3 separate regions of the Mus musculus genome follow, and all the other regions are linked to region 3. Evidence: chromatin contacts called from public Micro-C and promoter capture Hi-C data. All regions are on one chromosome and are shown on one strand. The core of a region is the stretch at or near the end of the contact, and the rest is flanking DNA. Distances in the headings are between cores, read along the strand shown. Region 1 holds the start of Glt8d2 (glycosyltransferase 8 domain containing 2). Region 2 overlaps Chst11 (carbohydrate sulfotransferase 11). Region 3 has its middle 33 kb from the start of Eid3.

Region 1 (4,369 bases), core at 809-3,308, 210 kb after region 3:
CACCAGCAATACTTGTTTCCATTTATTGGGGCTTTTCTGAGTATTTTACATCATAATGGAGTTTCTTTGTCTTTTCTTTTTTTCTTTTCTCTTTCTTTTTCTTCTTTTCTTCCTTCCTTTCTTCCTTCCTTCCTTCCTTCCTTCCTTTCTTTCTTTCTTTCTTTCTTTCTTTCTTTCTTTCTTTCCTTCTTTTTTTTTTTTTTTTTGAGATAGGGTTTCTCTGTGTAGCCCTGGCTGTCCTGGAACTCAATCTGTAGGCCAGAATGGCCTCCACCTCAGAAATTCACCTGCCTCTGCCTCCAGAGTGCTGGAGTTAAAGGGTTGTGTCGCCACTGCTCAGGAGAGACATTTTTTTTAAAGCCCTTACTTTAACTGACCAGACCAGATCTTTATGCCCTGGAACCCAGTCACCACCACCTGGCATGCACGATACATTTTCACCCTTGGTTCTGTTAGGCCTCTTCTAGCAGAACTCCTAATAGATGGAGAGACTGAAAACCTGCAATAGTAAATAAATCTAACAACTGAGCTCCAGTGTACCCTTGCACCATTGAGGTGTCACTGATGGCCTGAGTTTCTTTTTCTTCTCGTTTACATCATAAGGAGGAGGAATCCACCATACAAGATGGAAATGCTGGTCATAGATAAGAAACCTCTTGTGTCCTCAAGGCATGGCAGGAATAGGAGAGAAAGGGACTGGGAGTCATACATTAGGGACCAGAGGAAAGGGTTCGAAAATAATGACCAGAGAGATTTCAGTTAATATGAGAAGTAGGTCCTATGAAAACAGTTACTATTTCAGTCTTGAAACTCATGCCAATCATCCACTTATCCAATAGTAGAATAATTCAATGCCAGGCATCCTCTTGAGTAGATGAGAGGTACAGATGAGGTGATCTTGGGAGTGAACTGAACTGAACAGGCATCAGCCTACAGTCCTGTTTGTGGTACTGCCTTGGGACCTGTCTGAGGGACCACTCTACCACATCTGATACCCTCATGAGTGGGCAATGTGACTCCCAGAAGGCATGGTTATCAAATGAAAATCCCAGGCATGTGATAACACCCTATGAGTCAATGGTTATGGGAGGCCAGAGTCTCCCCAAACGATACGAACTATGACAACTGCATTGAGTGCTAAGCGCTAATCTGGACTCTATATCAACTCTTCGTCTCTATGTGAGGCTCAAGGAATATCACAGAAGAGAAGGCTGAAAGAATTTAAAACTTGGAAAATTGTGGCCGTGGTTAAGAGCACTTGCTGCTCTTTCAGAGGACCCAAATTTGGCTGGAATCTGAAATGTGGAGCAAAATTTAGCTTACCTAACACACTGAGAGAACAAAATGAAGCAGAAGGTATGAATCTGTTTTTATCAATGTTCAAAGTTCCATGTGATTGGAAGGAAGTGACTGCTTGTGATGGAGGCAGCCATCGAGGAGTTCCTTATGAAAGTTAGAGAGAAGCCATTGTGGAATATGTTCCATGATCCTGGGCAAAGCTCTGGTACCATTCCTACATTTCTGGGGATCAACTGCAAAACCACAGAACAGCAGTGTTGCCACCAAGTCTGCCCCCTGACTGATGCCTCTCCCCTCCAGAGGGAATACACCCCACCTGGAAGCTTCTGTCTTTATCACAGCCTCAATAAAAGACGATGGTTGTCTGAGACATGATTTGCCATGGTAACATTTCAACACACAGGAGATTTCAAAGATTCTCAGCAAGAACCTGGCTGAAATTAGAAATTTACACTAGACGCACGACGGTATAAATTCACTTTCCAAACATTTGTTCTTCCCTAGGTTTGCAGCTTTTACTCCAGAACAGCCCTGTTTTGCTGAGAGTTTCACACGCAGACTGCAAGAGAAAGCCGAGAGAGGAAGTCTGCCCCAGCCAGCCAACCTGCCCTGCCTTCAGGACGAGCACATCTGGAAGCGTTTCAGGAGCAGCCTCTGCCTGCACAAGGCTTGGGTTCCCAGAGGCTGCAGGAGTGGAAGAAACCCGAGCCATTCAGGCAACGCAAGCGCAAGCGGAGGTGGGTGTGGACGGCTGAGGCACACTCAGGGCTCGCAAGCCATTTGGGATTTCCAATGGGATCTGGGAAGCAGCTGAAGCAACAGGCAGCTTAGTGGTCCCGCGAGGCCAGCCGCAGTTTGAATGCTCAGCTCTGCAGCGGTTCTGGACCAAGTTGCCCAAAGCCTACCCTCACATCCATCAGGTAAATACAGCAATTACAAGCAAGATAATCTTTCCATTTCACCCTTTCTGTCTACACCACTTGTTTATTTTGCTGTGAACTCAGAGAAGTAACTCGGAGGAGGCAGACTGCCCCCTTCACAGCCTCAGCCTCCAGAAGCCCCCTAGTTTGTAATGTAACATCGTAAAGAACCTTTCTATTGCAGCAAACCCAAGACGCTCACTGTATAAGCTTTTCACATCTTGCTATTTTTGCAGAGCAGAGGCTAGCCCTATTCTCCCATCTCTGCCCTAATGGTGATTTGTTTGTTCGTTTGCATTGGATTTTAAGTTGCATTGGGGATCAGGAGTTAGACATGACAGAGATCAGTGTTCGCATTTAATGTGAGTCTGTTTCTGAGCCAAAATGACATAACTGAGTTATGATTCATGTTTTTGGAATCTGTCCTGAGAAACTCTTCAGGGGCCTCCATACCCAATAAGAGAACTGGCAGTTAATTCTGTGGTTTTGTTGTGGTATGGGAGTCACAGTGTTTGATTTAGCATCCAAAGACGCAGGATGTTTGTCCTATGCAGCCTGCTGGCCAATAGGACGCTGGTGGGTTGGTTTTGCCTTTTTTTTTTTTTTTTTCTTCTCGAAATGTTTTGGTATTGCGCTTCTTCGAAATATCCTTTTGGTATTACATAATGGAATTCTAGTTCTCCCTCTGATACAGCCAACAACAGAGCTGTGCCCTACAGTAATGAAAGTGTGGGCTGTGTGCCACCTGGGAAGACTTTCATAAGCCTGATTCTGGTCATATCTCATCCATGTGCCTACATTTTCCTATCTGCAAAATGGAAATAAAGTGATACAATGTAACATGTGACACACAGATACAAAGTAAATGTGGCACATAGGGCCAGCTTCCCTGGCAATGCTGATAATGACAATGAAGGTCACAGAAGTGACACATGCTGAACTGGACAGGTCCCTGCCCCGGACATTCTGATGTTTTTGAGTGTTCCTCATCTCCCAACATGTTTTTTCCCCAGGACCCTGCTTTCTTCATCCTTCCACAATAATACCTAAACCCTCCATCTCTCTCTCTCTCTCTCTCTCTCTCTCTCTCTCTCTCTCTCTCTCTCTTTCTCACACACACACACACACACACACACACACACACACACACACACACATCTCCGCTCTTCATCCTCCTCTCTGAAAGGCATGTTCACTAAGTCACCGTTTTCATTCCTCATTCCCAAGAAACATCGTTCTCTTATTGCTTCCTTGATGTCAGAATATTTCAAAGGATGTTTAAGAGGATGTAGTCCCACTGGAGAAGGAGCTCCAAGCCCCTTCAGACAGAGCAAAAACTAGAAAAACACTTTAAAGGTCCTGAGAAATATCTCAACAAAGAATGCCACTTAAGGACATTTTAGCATGTGGCAGTTCCCAAACTTGAGTCATTTTATCACATACATGAACATGGCTTGGCACATGCTCTGGTACTCGCTGTTCTGACCACACTTGTTTTCATGTTGGCTCCTTTATGAAATCCTATTTGATAGCACTTCTGGTGAGCAGCCACGGGGGTGCTGTGTTCTTCCTCTAAATGCGATGTCTGTGGTTCCAAAAGTTCAAGCGCTTAGGACTTGACCCTTAAGTCAGTTTGGGGAGATGGTATAGAAGCTTTGGGGGTGATGGTGCCCTATGGGAGACGTTCACAGCACGCGAGGTATCTCTTGTTCAGTTACACTGCTCATGACGTTTCTCCCAGTGCATTAAGCATAGTCTCTAATGTTGAAATCATTCAACAGCAGCTTGTGGGCACCTTTGTCTTTATTTCCCTCTTACCTTTGGACAACCAGGTCTTTCCCAGCACCATGGCAGATCTGATTAATCAATAATTATCTCTACTCTTCTAAAGTAAGAGCCTGGTGGTAGCTTTAGATTTCTCTCTATCAACTGATTGGCATTGACATGTAAAATAAATCTTTGGGGCTCTGAATTTTGAGGTATTTTCCTTCCCACTTTTGTCTTTTCTTCCTAGACAGAGCTAATCTACCCTTGGCCACTGCCTGGTCTGAAAGAACTCTTCTCAGGTCTTCCCAGGAACTGCTAAGGCAGCTATCCATGCACCATCCCCAGGGCTGGGGGCTTTGAACAACATTGTTTCTCAGGGCTAG
Region 2 (4,790 bases), core at 12-2,511, 170 kb before region 3:
GGATGAGACTGGAGGCTCCTTGGATGTTGGCATCCTGCGATTTTACAGATTTTGATCAAAGAACTGCAGACGGGCCTCTCTAAGAAATGCAGTGGCAGCATTGTTGCTTTGTGGCCTGAATGTCTTGACCCTGTTTGGGTCTTGACCATTTGACAGAAAATATCCTTTAGAATCAGAGTGGTTATGTGACTTGCCCAAGACCACACAGCAAAGAAGGCAGAACTGGGGCCCAGTCCCAGGCAATGTGGTTCCACAAGGCTCTTATCCGCCATATATTGCTTCTCCACCTCTAAATCTCATTCTTGGGAGCCTTTAAGATGAAGTAGCTCTTTCAGGTTTGTTAGGTACCCACTAAGTGAAGTACCTGAATGTTGTGCCAAACACCCCTCTGAGTGGCCTTTTGTACGGCTCATCAAACCTTATAGCAACAGAGGCAGTATTGTTATAATCTCTATTTCACATAAGAAATGGAGGCATGGCTTCTCAGCTCTCAGGGACAGGAGAACATAAAAAAGATCATTCAAACCCAGGCATCTGGCTACAAGACACACACACACACACACACACACACACCCCTACCTACTTGTCTACAAAGCAAAGTGAGACCAACTTCTCAAGAACCCACCTGAGCTTCCTGGGTCCCACAAAAGGCACACAACTCGATAGAACCTGTTGGATTGAAGTGTGGGAGACTTCAAATATTTGGGAACATCATTTGAAGACCACCATCCCACATATATCCCATCAGACCAGACCAATCTGAACTTCTCTACCAATCTAGTGGTGTGTGTGCATGTGTGTGTTTCTGAGTTCATTTACCCATTTAACAAGAATACCTGCTTTATGATAGATGATTAAAGCTCTAGGTCTCAATTTCTATAACTTTACAACTTCCTTAGGATCAAGCACTGGGATAAGAATGACTCAGAGGCTTTCGTTTTACAGACAAATCACCTCTGTCACCTCAAAAAATAGACTTTCACACAGAAGACCACAATGACTTCTGAGGTGTGTGAGATAGGGCTTTCAGGAGGGAGGAGAGAAAGAAGTCATTTACCAGGAATGGGATGCCTCAGGTTCTTGCCTTTGAAGAATTCTCTGGATTCCCCATACAAGGGAGCGCAGAGTCACGGAGCTAATCTGCACAAAGGTCACAGGGTCAGGGAACAGCTTCCAAGCTCTTGCCCTCCCACACTGCAGAGGGCGGGGCTGGCTGGACCGCAGCAGCTAGAGTGTTGTAAAAGAGGTTGCACACAGAAGAGCAGATGCTCTTTCCCTGCTGGCTTCGGTTCTAGAGGCCTGGTGAGTCACCCCAGCTCCTTAGCCATGGTTTCTGTCTCCTCACAGTGTGTCCAGCCCAGTGACAGGCCTCACCTGCTCCAGGAAAGATCTCAAGAGACTGGCAGGAATAAGAGTGACTGCCACATTTTGTCTAACGGTGCTACATTGTGTCTAAGAGTGCAGACTATGCCAAAGCTACCTTGCAGCTGTATTCCAGACTTCTGCAGGCTCCTCTAACCCCAAGGGTGATGATGATGACAACAACAACGATGACGACGATGATGATGGGGCTTTCTGGGCCACTGGTGACTATAGGGAGACAGTCTATAAAGTCTCAGAGAACATGGAGACATCTGAGACCACCTCTTAGAACATTCCAGGATGGAAGTTCAGAGGCACCTGGGGGGGGGGTGCTCCTCCCACCACAAGCCACCAGAAGCCCTAGGGCCCCATCATCAAAGTCACCTCTCATGATAAAAAACAAGTAGCTTATTGAGAGGAACTAAAACACTGACAAGATCCATCTCCCATCTTAGGCAATGCCATCTTTGTGTAGACTCAGCTCTTGGAAGACAGGAAGCAAACTCTGCCTTGCTCTTGCAGCTTCTCAATCTCCATCCAGTAGAGCCCAAGCAGCAAGTTCCAGAATATTCTCTCACATAGGAATAGCTTGTGAATACAAATAAAAACTCAACTCCTAGTAAGAAAGGCCCACCACCGACACACTCCAGAGCCAGGAAGGACCATGGCACATCCCTCCCAACCATGGCTCCCAACAAAAATCACCAAACACAGAGCTCTGGTCTTCTGCAAAAAACAGCAAGAACAAGAAACTTTGCACTACCACCTCCACCAAACCCTGCCCCTGAACACTGCTCCTCAGAGGGCCACGCCAGGGCTCAGTCACATCCTGTGTAGCTTCCAGGAGCAGAGGGAAAGGCTGGCTGGACTACTAAAAGGACCCATGTGCAGAGCAATGAAGATTCATAGCAAACAGGAGAGGCTTATGGTACAACTCGTGAAACACAAAGACAAATCCGAAAAGATGACAAGCCCTGGCTCTCTCAGGAGCAGAGGCCACAGTGGAGGGAACAGAGACTATATATTTGAGTGTGTGTTTCACGCTGCGCTTGGTTTTAGTGGTCACTTTATGTCACCTACTCATTTTGAACAGAGGAACCTTCCACGGGTTGTGCCACAGAGAGGAAAACTGAAGGCCTGACTGAAACGCGTGGCAGAGCTCTTACTGTGTTTCGACAAGGTGCCAAGAGGCCATGCTCAGTCACGCATGTCACCTGCTCTGTCTCCTGCCAGCAGTGCAGGAAGTCACAAAACAGTGTCCCTGTATGCTCCTATGGGCACCCAGTGACCCTGCCCTAACAGTGGAGCTCCATGGTGGGAGGACCAGGGCCTTCTGGGATGTAAGGACCGAACCAAAGAATGCCAAAGCAAGGGGGCTGGAAGGATGGCTCAGCAGTCAAGAGCACTGGCTGCTCCTCCAAAGGACTTAGGTTCAAGTCTCAGTACTCAGATCCAGTTTCAGGGGATCTGAAACCTTCACACAGACATACATGTAGGCAGAACACCAATGTAAATAAAATTTGTAATAATAATAGGCCGCCAAAGCCTCTTGAACACAAACTTTGAATAGTTTTGATATTGTTGAGAAATATGCAAAAACACCTTAATTCTGAAAACACCAAACCTGCCCAATTTATAAAGCAGTAAGAAAGTCGTCACACGCCCTGGGGAGTCTAGAGGCAAGCCCGGCAGGCTGAGCAAGACCATAACTCGGAGCATCGAGAAGCAGAAGTGGGATCACTTTCTGAACCTCTATGAAGCTAGATATGTCCCTGATGGCAGCAGAGAGGCTAAAGGTACTCATAGTCTCCTAATCGACGCCCTTGGCTATCCCGGGATCCTGCCATGTGCCTTTTGCTGTAGCCTCTTGTGCCAGTGTGCACCACTCTACCCCAATATCCACGTCTGCCAAAGGATTCCATTCTGTGTCACATCGACATGACCACCAACCAGGTCATCAGCCATCGGTCTGTCTTCCTGGGAGGAGGCCCCAGCCATGAAGGTAGCAGGTGAATGACCAGCTGTATGTAGAAGCTACAGAGCTGGCTGTTCAAGCATGTCAGAAATTAAGTGGGAGTTCTGGAGTTCAAACCCCAAGTTCAAATTCTTCCTCTGATTTCCTTTCGGCCTCCCTTTCGCCATCCCACAAACAACCTTATCATGGGACCCAGCTCGGGAGACAGTTGTACTGATTAGGTAAAAATTGCCTAGGCTAAGCCCAAAGCAGGGCAGCTGTCAGAGAACAAGCGTTCAGTGACAATAACCACACAGAGAATATAGGAAACTGTCTGCAGTTAGACTCCAGCAGAGCAAAAATCATTTCCAACACAAGCTGCAGGCTGGCAGACAACCCAGAGCCACTTCTATTTCAGGTTCGGAAGCAGCTTTCATGTCGCTGTGCCCAAGGCCTGACTAGGTGTTCCTAGCTCCTCAGATCTTAGCTTCTTTCATAGAATCATGGGTGAGTTGGTCCTTTGAGATCTGAGCTAGGTTCCTGTTTTGTTTTGTTTGGTTTTCTTTGTGTTTTAAGGCAAGGTCCCCTGCTGGTGCTTAGGGCTCACAAATTAAGCTATATTAGCTGGCCATTGAGCCCAGGATCCACCTGTCTCTGCCTCCCCAGTGTGGGGATTACAAGCGCAGGTCAGCACACCCAGAATTCTACATGGTTTCCAGGATTTAACTGAGCTACTCATACTTGCACCACAAGTAATATAATTACCAAGCCATCGCTCCCATGCTCGCCTGGGTATTAGAATAAAAACGAGACTTCTTCACTTCCCCCATGATGGAAAATAGGTCAAATAACCCAGGTCTGGCTAATGAGATATAAGCATAACCATTCTTGCTGTAATAAAGGACTGTCCCAGACTACAAAGAGAGGGGACAGAGAGAGGCAGAGTGCCTGAGCCGCTGGCATCATGGAGTTATGGTCAGACCCTGGTGGGACTGTTTGGTGAGGGATGCCGTGTTTATCAGCATGAACCGTGACATCTGGCCCTTGCAAGCTCTGAGTCAGTTTGGGGAAATGATGGAGACGGAGGAAATTACCATAGAAGGCTAACTACCAGTCCAAAGCAAACCATCTCCAAGAGACCGAGTCTGGACAATCATGACTCTATTTTAGGGCTCTTCTCCCTGGTTACATGACACTTCTATAACCGATTCTGTCCTTAGGGTGGAAAGCAGAGTTAACTCGGACTAAATCCAGTGAGCACCAGGACATGCTGCTGAACTCCTGACTTTCCAGTGGGAAAGATAGAGCCCTCCTCCTCAAGCCAGCAAGTGTAAGGGACAAGAGAGGCTGGGCTACCCGTCCTCAGACTTCCCATGGGCAATTGGAACATTGGCCCCAGCTGCAGACACTGAGCTCACACTGAAGTGCCACCAAGCCCTGCCTCTAGCTGAGGACAGGACTCATGCCTCCCCCA
Region 3 (4,489 bases), core at 910-3,409:
AATGCAAACAAATGCAAAGATTAATTTAAAAATAATAAAAAAGAAAAAAGAAACAAAGTGGAATTGTGGGACATTGGCATTTTTTTAAAAAACATTGGGTGAGGGTTTTTTTTAAAAAAATATTTATTTATTATATGTAAGTACACTGTAGCTGTCTTCAGACACACCAGTCAGATCTCCTTAAGGATGGTTGTGAGCCACCATGTGGTTGCTGGGACTTGAACTCAGGACCTTCAGAAGAGAAGTCGGGTGCTCTTACCCGCTGAGCCATCTTACCAGCCCGACATTGGCATTTTTAATAATTAATTAGTTATTGTGTGTTTGTGCAGAGGGAGGTAAGTGTGTGAAGGAGTTCAGAGAATGGCTTCAAGGTGTTAGATCTTTACTTCCCTCCCGCGGTCAGCAGGCTTGGCGGTGGGTGCAGTTACCAGCTGAGCCATCTTGCCCATACCTTGGTGGGACCTTTGAGAGATGTCTGGGGGTGACAAGATGAGGGCTCAGTTCTAGCAAGTCATCTGACCATGGATTAGTGGCTCTGGGTCCCTGTTCATTCAAATGTCTGTCCTTATAAAACTCGCTGGTAGTCTGGTAGGAGCTAGCCTGCTGTTCCTAGGGCAGACAGCAGGGGGCAGACCATCTCAGGCGCAGGGGTCCCCTGTGCCTGTGGAGCTCCAGCGTGTGATGGAGCGCCTCCAGGTTCTCTTGCGCAGTGCTTCTCTCCATAGCCCCTCAGGCCTACTCGGAAGTCTTCACTCTCCAGCACGTTTGTATTTCTGAACTGCCATCTTTCAGCACCCTATCTTCAGCTGTCTGGGAACCAGATCCAACTGGCTCCAGGCTGAGAGCCTTCGGTGTAGGCAGTGAAAGAGCGGGTCATTGTGCTTCTTTACTCAGGTTTGTGCCTTCACCTTCAGAAGCATTTTTTTTTTAAATAAGCATTTTGGCAAATGCTGGGCTTTTGTTCGTGGTACTTAGTGGTTGGGATGACCCAGCTGCCGCTATCTTAGCAACATTAACAATGCTCATGGATAGCCTGGCGTAGTGGCGCACACCTTTAATCCCAGCACTCGGGAGGCGAAGGCAGGCAGATTTCTGATTTTGAGGCCAGCCTGGTCTACAAAGTGAGTTCCAGGACAGCCAGGACTACACAGAGAAACCCTGTCTCGAAAAACAAAAAACAAAACAATGCTCATGGGTGACTGAGAACCCCCTGATACCCACTTTCTCTCCTCACTGGCAGACCCTGCTGAGCCCCCACTCCTACCGGACCCTCTGAAGATCAAAGGAGTAGGCACACAGTAACACGTATTGGGTTGTTATGCAATTTGATCAGAATAGTCTGAAGGGATGTTGGAAGAATTGATACAGGCAATATAAATCAGCAAGAGATGCAGGGAAAGTCGGAAAGGGGCAGTTGCCATGGAAACAAGGGGAGGGAGCATTACAATCTACGGTATGTCACAGCGTGCTTTCTCAGTCCCAAGAAAGTGTAAAATTCCTCCATGAGAGTTGGTTGGCAGGGAGCATTGGCGAATTCAAGCACCTTTGAAAAGCCGGGTGGAGAGGGTAAGAGTGGGGCCCTGGTACAACACTTCAGTCTTTCAGCTTCCGGCTCATTACTGAACAAAAGGTGGATCTGTCTGCCAGCTTGCAAAGTATGAGCTCACATTTTACAGATGAGGGACCTGAGGGAACAGTGACACTAAGCAGAGTCTCCATCAGTGGCTGTCCACCGGGAGGCAGAGCTGGGGTTCAGCCCCAGGTGGTCTAGGTCAGGAATGAGGTGGAAACACAATGTGCCCAAAGCTAGCTGGCTGCCTGTCACTTACTGCCCTAGTTTGCTCTTTTGTTGCTGTGATAAAATGCTGACTAAAACTAACGGGGAGGAAAGGCTTACTTCAACTTACACTCGCAGGTAACAATCGGTTACCGAGTGACGTCAGCACAGGGACCTACAGACAGGAACTGAAGCAGAGACTGTAGAGCGATGGCTCTCTGTGGTTGGAGGTCACCATAACATGAGGAACTAACTATGTTACAGGGTTGCAGCCTTAGGAAGGTTGAGAACCTGCGCCATAAGGAACGCTGTTTACTGACTTCCTTACACAAGAGCTGCCAGCCCAGGGATGGCACCTCCCACAGTGGGCCGGGCCATCCGACATCAATCATTTGTCTGGGCACTGCCCCACTGACAAACCCACAGACCAGTCTGAACAGGGCAGTTCCTCAGTGGTCCTCTCGCTCCCCACGTGACTCTAGTTTGTGTCCACTTGACAAGAAACACTAACCAGCAATTCCCCAGTGTGGTGGTTTGAATGAAAATGACCCCCAATAGGCTCATGGGGAGTGGCACTATTCGGAGGTGTGGCCTTGCTGAAGTGGGCGTGGCCTTGTTTGGCGGAAGTGTGTCACTGTGCGGGCAGGTTTTGAGATTTCCTATGTATGTGCAAGCTACAACCAGTCAGTCTCCTTCTGCTGCCTTTGGATCAAGATGCAGAACCCTGAGCTCCTCCAGCACCATGCTTGCCAGAACACTGCCATGCTCCCCATGATAAGGGATTGAACTTCTGAAACCAGAAGCCAGCCCCAATTCAATGTTTTCCTTTATAAGAATTGAATTGGTCATGGTGTCTCTTCACAGCAATGAAACCCAAACTAAGACACCCAGGGCAGGGATTGGGGTGAGGCGGAAGTGTGACCCTCAGCCCAGGCAATAGTGAGCACTCCCTGTATGTGTATCAGTGCTCCTGTCCTCCAGGCTGCTCCCCCCACCCCCTTCACAGCACTGCCACTCAAAGATGAAGTGGAAACGGAAGGGTTCTCTGGAAAGTCGGTTGGATGGTGTTTTGCTGGGGCAAACACATGAAGTGGACACAGGTGTGAATGGCTAAGGCAGACAACATTTAGCTGACGCAGACACAGGAGAGGATGTTCTGCTAAAGCACGTGAAAAGACAAATGATGAAGGGTTCTTTGCTAATGACGCACATGTGTTGGTCTGCCTTACATGGCATAGTTGAGCTGCATTTGTCAGGAGCCTATAGAGAGGAACACACCAAAAAAGTTCTGGTGGTGTGCTGCAGTTTTTTTGCTGCTTCCGAGGAATCAGGCTGATTGGCAGAGGGATATCAGCTGAGACAGACACGAATGCTGAAGTAAGATCCGAGGAGGGCATGTGATGTTTGTTTGGAGGGAGTATAAATAGGACTCCGTGGACAGGAGGAGGGAGTATAAATAGGACTCCGAGGACAGGAGGAGCTAGGAGGCGGAGCTAGGCTTGCTTACAGAGAGGGCTAGTGGATCTCAGAGTCTTCTGGGGTCCTTCCTGGTCCCTCCTGCTAACTTGTGCTAAGGCTGAGGCCTGGCTGTTTCTGCTAGGTCGTACCACCAATGCTGATTTGTGTTTGCTCTCCTGACTTTGATACTGATTTGTCTGGACTGCTGGTGTTGTCTGGGAAGTGTTTCCGAGTGGATGAGCTGTCGCTGCCTGCTGACTTCCAGACAACACAGAACCTTTCTAAACAGGTCCACTTCGCCCCTATCCTTTCTTTCCCACTACCTCTAGTGGGTGATAGGCTAAAAGGGAGGTTATAATGTTTAAGAACCATCATTAAAAATAAAGATGAAGAGCCGGGCGGTGGTGGCTCACGCCTTTAATCCCAGCACTCGGGAGGCAGAGGCAGACGGATTTCTGAGTTCGAGGCCTGCCTTGCCTACAAAGTGGGTTCCAGGACAGCCATGGCTACACAGAGAAACCTTGTCTTGAAAAAATAAATAAATAAATAAATAAATAAATAAACAAATAAAGATTAAAAAAAATTAAAGTTACACCTGCCTGTCAAGGTGTAACAAGGGAACTGAGGCTGAGTTTTGGTGCCAAAGGCTCGATTCTGGCCTCCAACCTGGTATCCAAAAACTGGCTAAAATCCTGAAAAACTGGCTAAAATCCTGAAAAAAGTGACTCCCACCTCCTGTCAGGGGGCTGTCAGGGCACTGTGAGGATAAGCCAGCTGTGTGTGTCCAGCCCTGTGCCTGGCTTTAGGAGCACTGGCGGGGCTGTTACTGATGGTAGCCTGCAGCTGCTCAGGGTAAAAAGCAAATGCATTTTGGGAAGACAGGGTGGGGCTTCTGCTTAATGACTGGTGCTACTGCGGCTCGGCTCGTACACGCAAGCAAAGAGTCTGTGACGTCAACACTGTGGTAGGCGCGGCTGAAATCACAGAGATTACATTTCCAGGGTCTGGGGAAATATTAGGTGGGTGGACAGGAAGACCGCACACCCTCACGGCCACCTGGAGCGAGACGCACCAGCTCTCCATGCACACGTTGCTGGGACACCCAGAAGGTGACTTCACGGTGTGGATGGCTTTGCTTCCCGGAAGACCAGGGTTGAAGGACCAGTCAGAACTGAAGAACCGCCAGCCTGTACGGATACCCTCAGCTGATGCTGCCCGGGCAATCGCATGGCGCCAGAGGTATGAGACGACAAG

Evidence for each region. Promoter capture Hi-C pulls out the DNA fragments that hold promoters and counts their contacts. Hi-C and Micro-C count contacts between places; a contact is called where the count stands out from the background.
Region 1: a contact with region 3 is called in a promoter capture Hi-C map of liver, with 4 times the contacts expected there. The contact joins the promoter of Glt8d2 here to the enhancer-like site in region 3. A contact is called at or near these places in 13 of 39 promoter capture datasets (the C10 cell line, the HPC-7 cell line, HPC-7-derived erythroid cells and 8 more), 9 of 484 Hi-C or Micro-C datasets (B cells, CD8 T cells, the N1E-115 cell line and 4 more), 9 of 115 datasets of contacts at active chromatin or transcription factors (craniofacial prominence, effector CD8 T cells, embryonic limb bud and 5 more) and 3 of 9 other capture datasets (adipose tissue, embryonic stem cells and liver).
Region 2: a contact with region 3 is called in a Micro-C map of the AtT-20 cell line, with 5 times the contacts expected there. The contact joins two enhancer-like sites. A contact is called at or near these places in 1 of 15 datasets of contacts at CTCF or cohesin (large pre-B cells), 12 of 484 Hi-C or Micro-C datasets (the AtT-20 cell line, the BV-2 cell line, the G1E-ER4 cell line and 9 more), 2 of 115 datasets of contacts at active chromatin or transcription factors (acute myeloid leukemia and astrocytes) and 1 of 9 other capture datasets (liver).

The regions. Positions count from the first base shown.
Region 1 is chr10:82,688,339-82,692,707 of GRCm38.p6, reverse strand. Glt8d2 (glycosyltransferase 8 domain containing 2) reads left to right here and starts at 2,058. Exons shown (of 10, transcript NM_029102.3): 1 at 2,058-2,219.
Region 2 is chr10:83,066,427-83,071,216 of GRCm38.p6, reverse strand. The region is part of intron 1 of Chst11 (carbohydrate sulfotransferase 11); the gene reads right to left. Among named protein-coding and RNA genes, the nearest start is that of Chst11, 83 kb to the right of the region's middle. Within about 2 kb of position 1,261, at least 63 of the 459 cell types and tissues checked have an H3K27ac peak or open chromatin away from gene starts, as enhancers often do. A contact at or near this core is called in the AtT-20 cell line, where this site is marked.
Region 3 is chr10:82,897,796-82,902,284 of GRCm38.p6, reverse strand. No RefSeq gene overlaps it. Among named protein-coding and RNA genes, the nearest start is that of Eid3, 33 kb to the right of the region's middle. Within about 2 kb of position 2,159, at least 151 of the 459 cell types and tissues checked have an H3K27ac peak or open chromatin away from gene starts, as enhancers often do. A contact at or near this core is called in the AtT-20 cell line, B cells, CD8 T cells and 6 more, where this site is marked.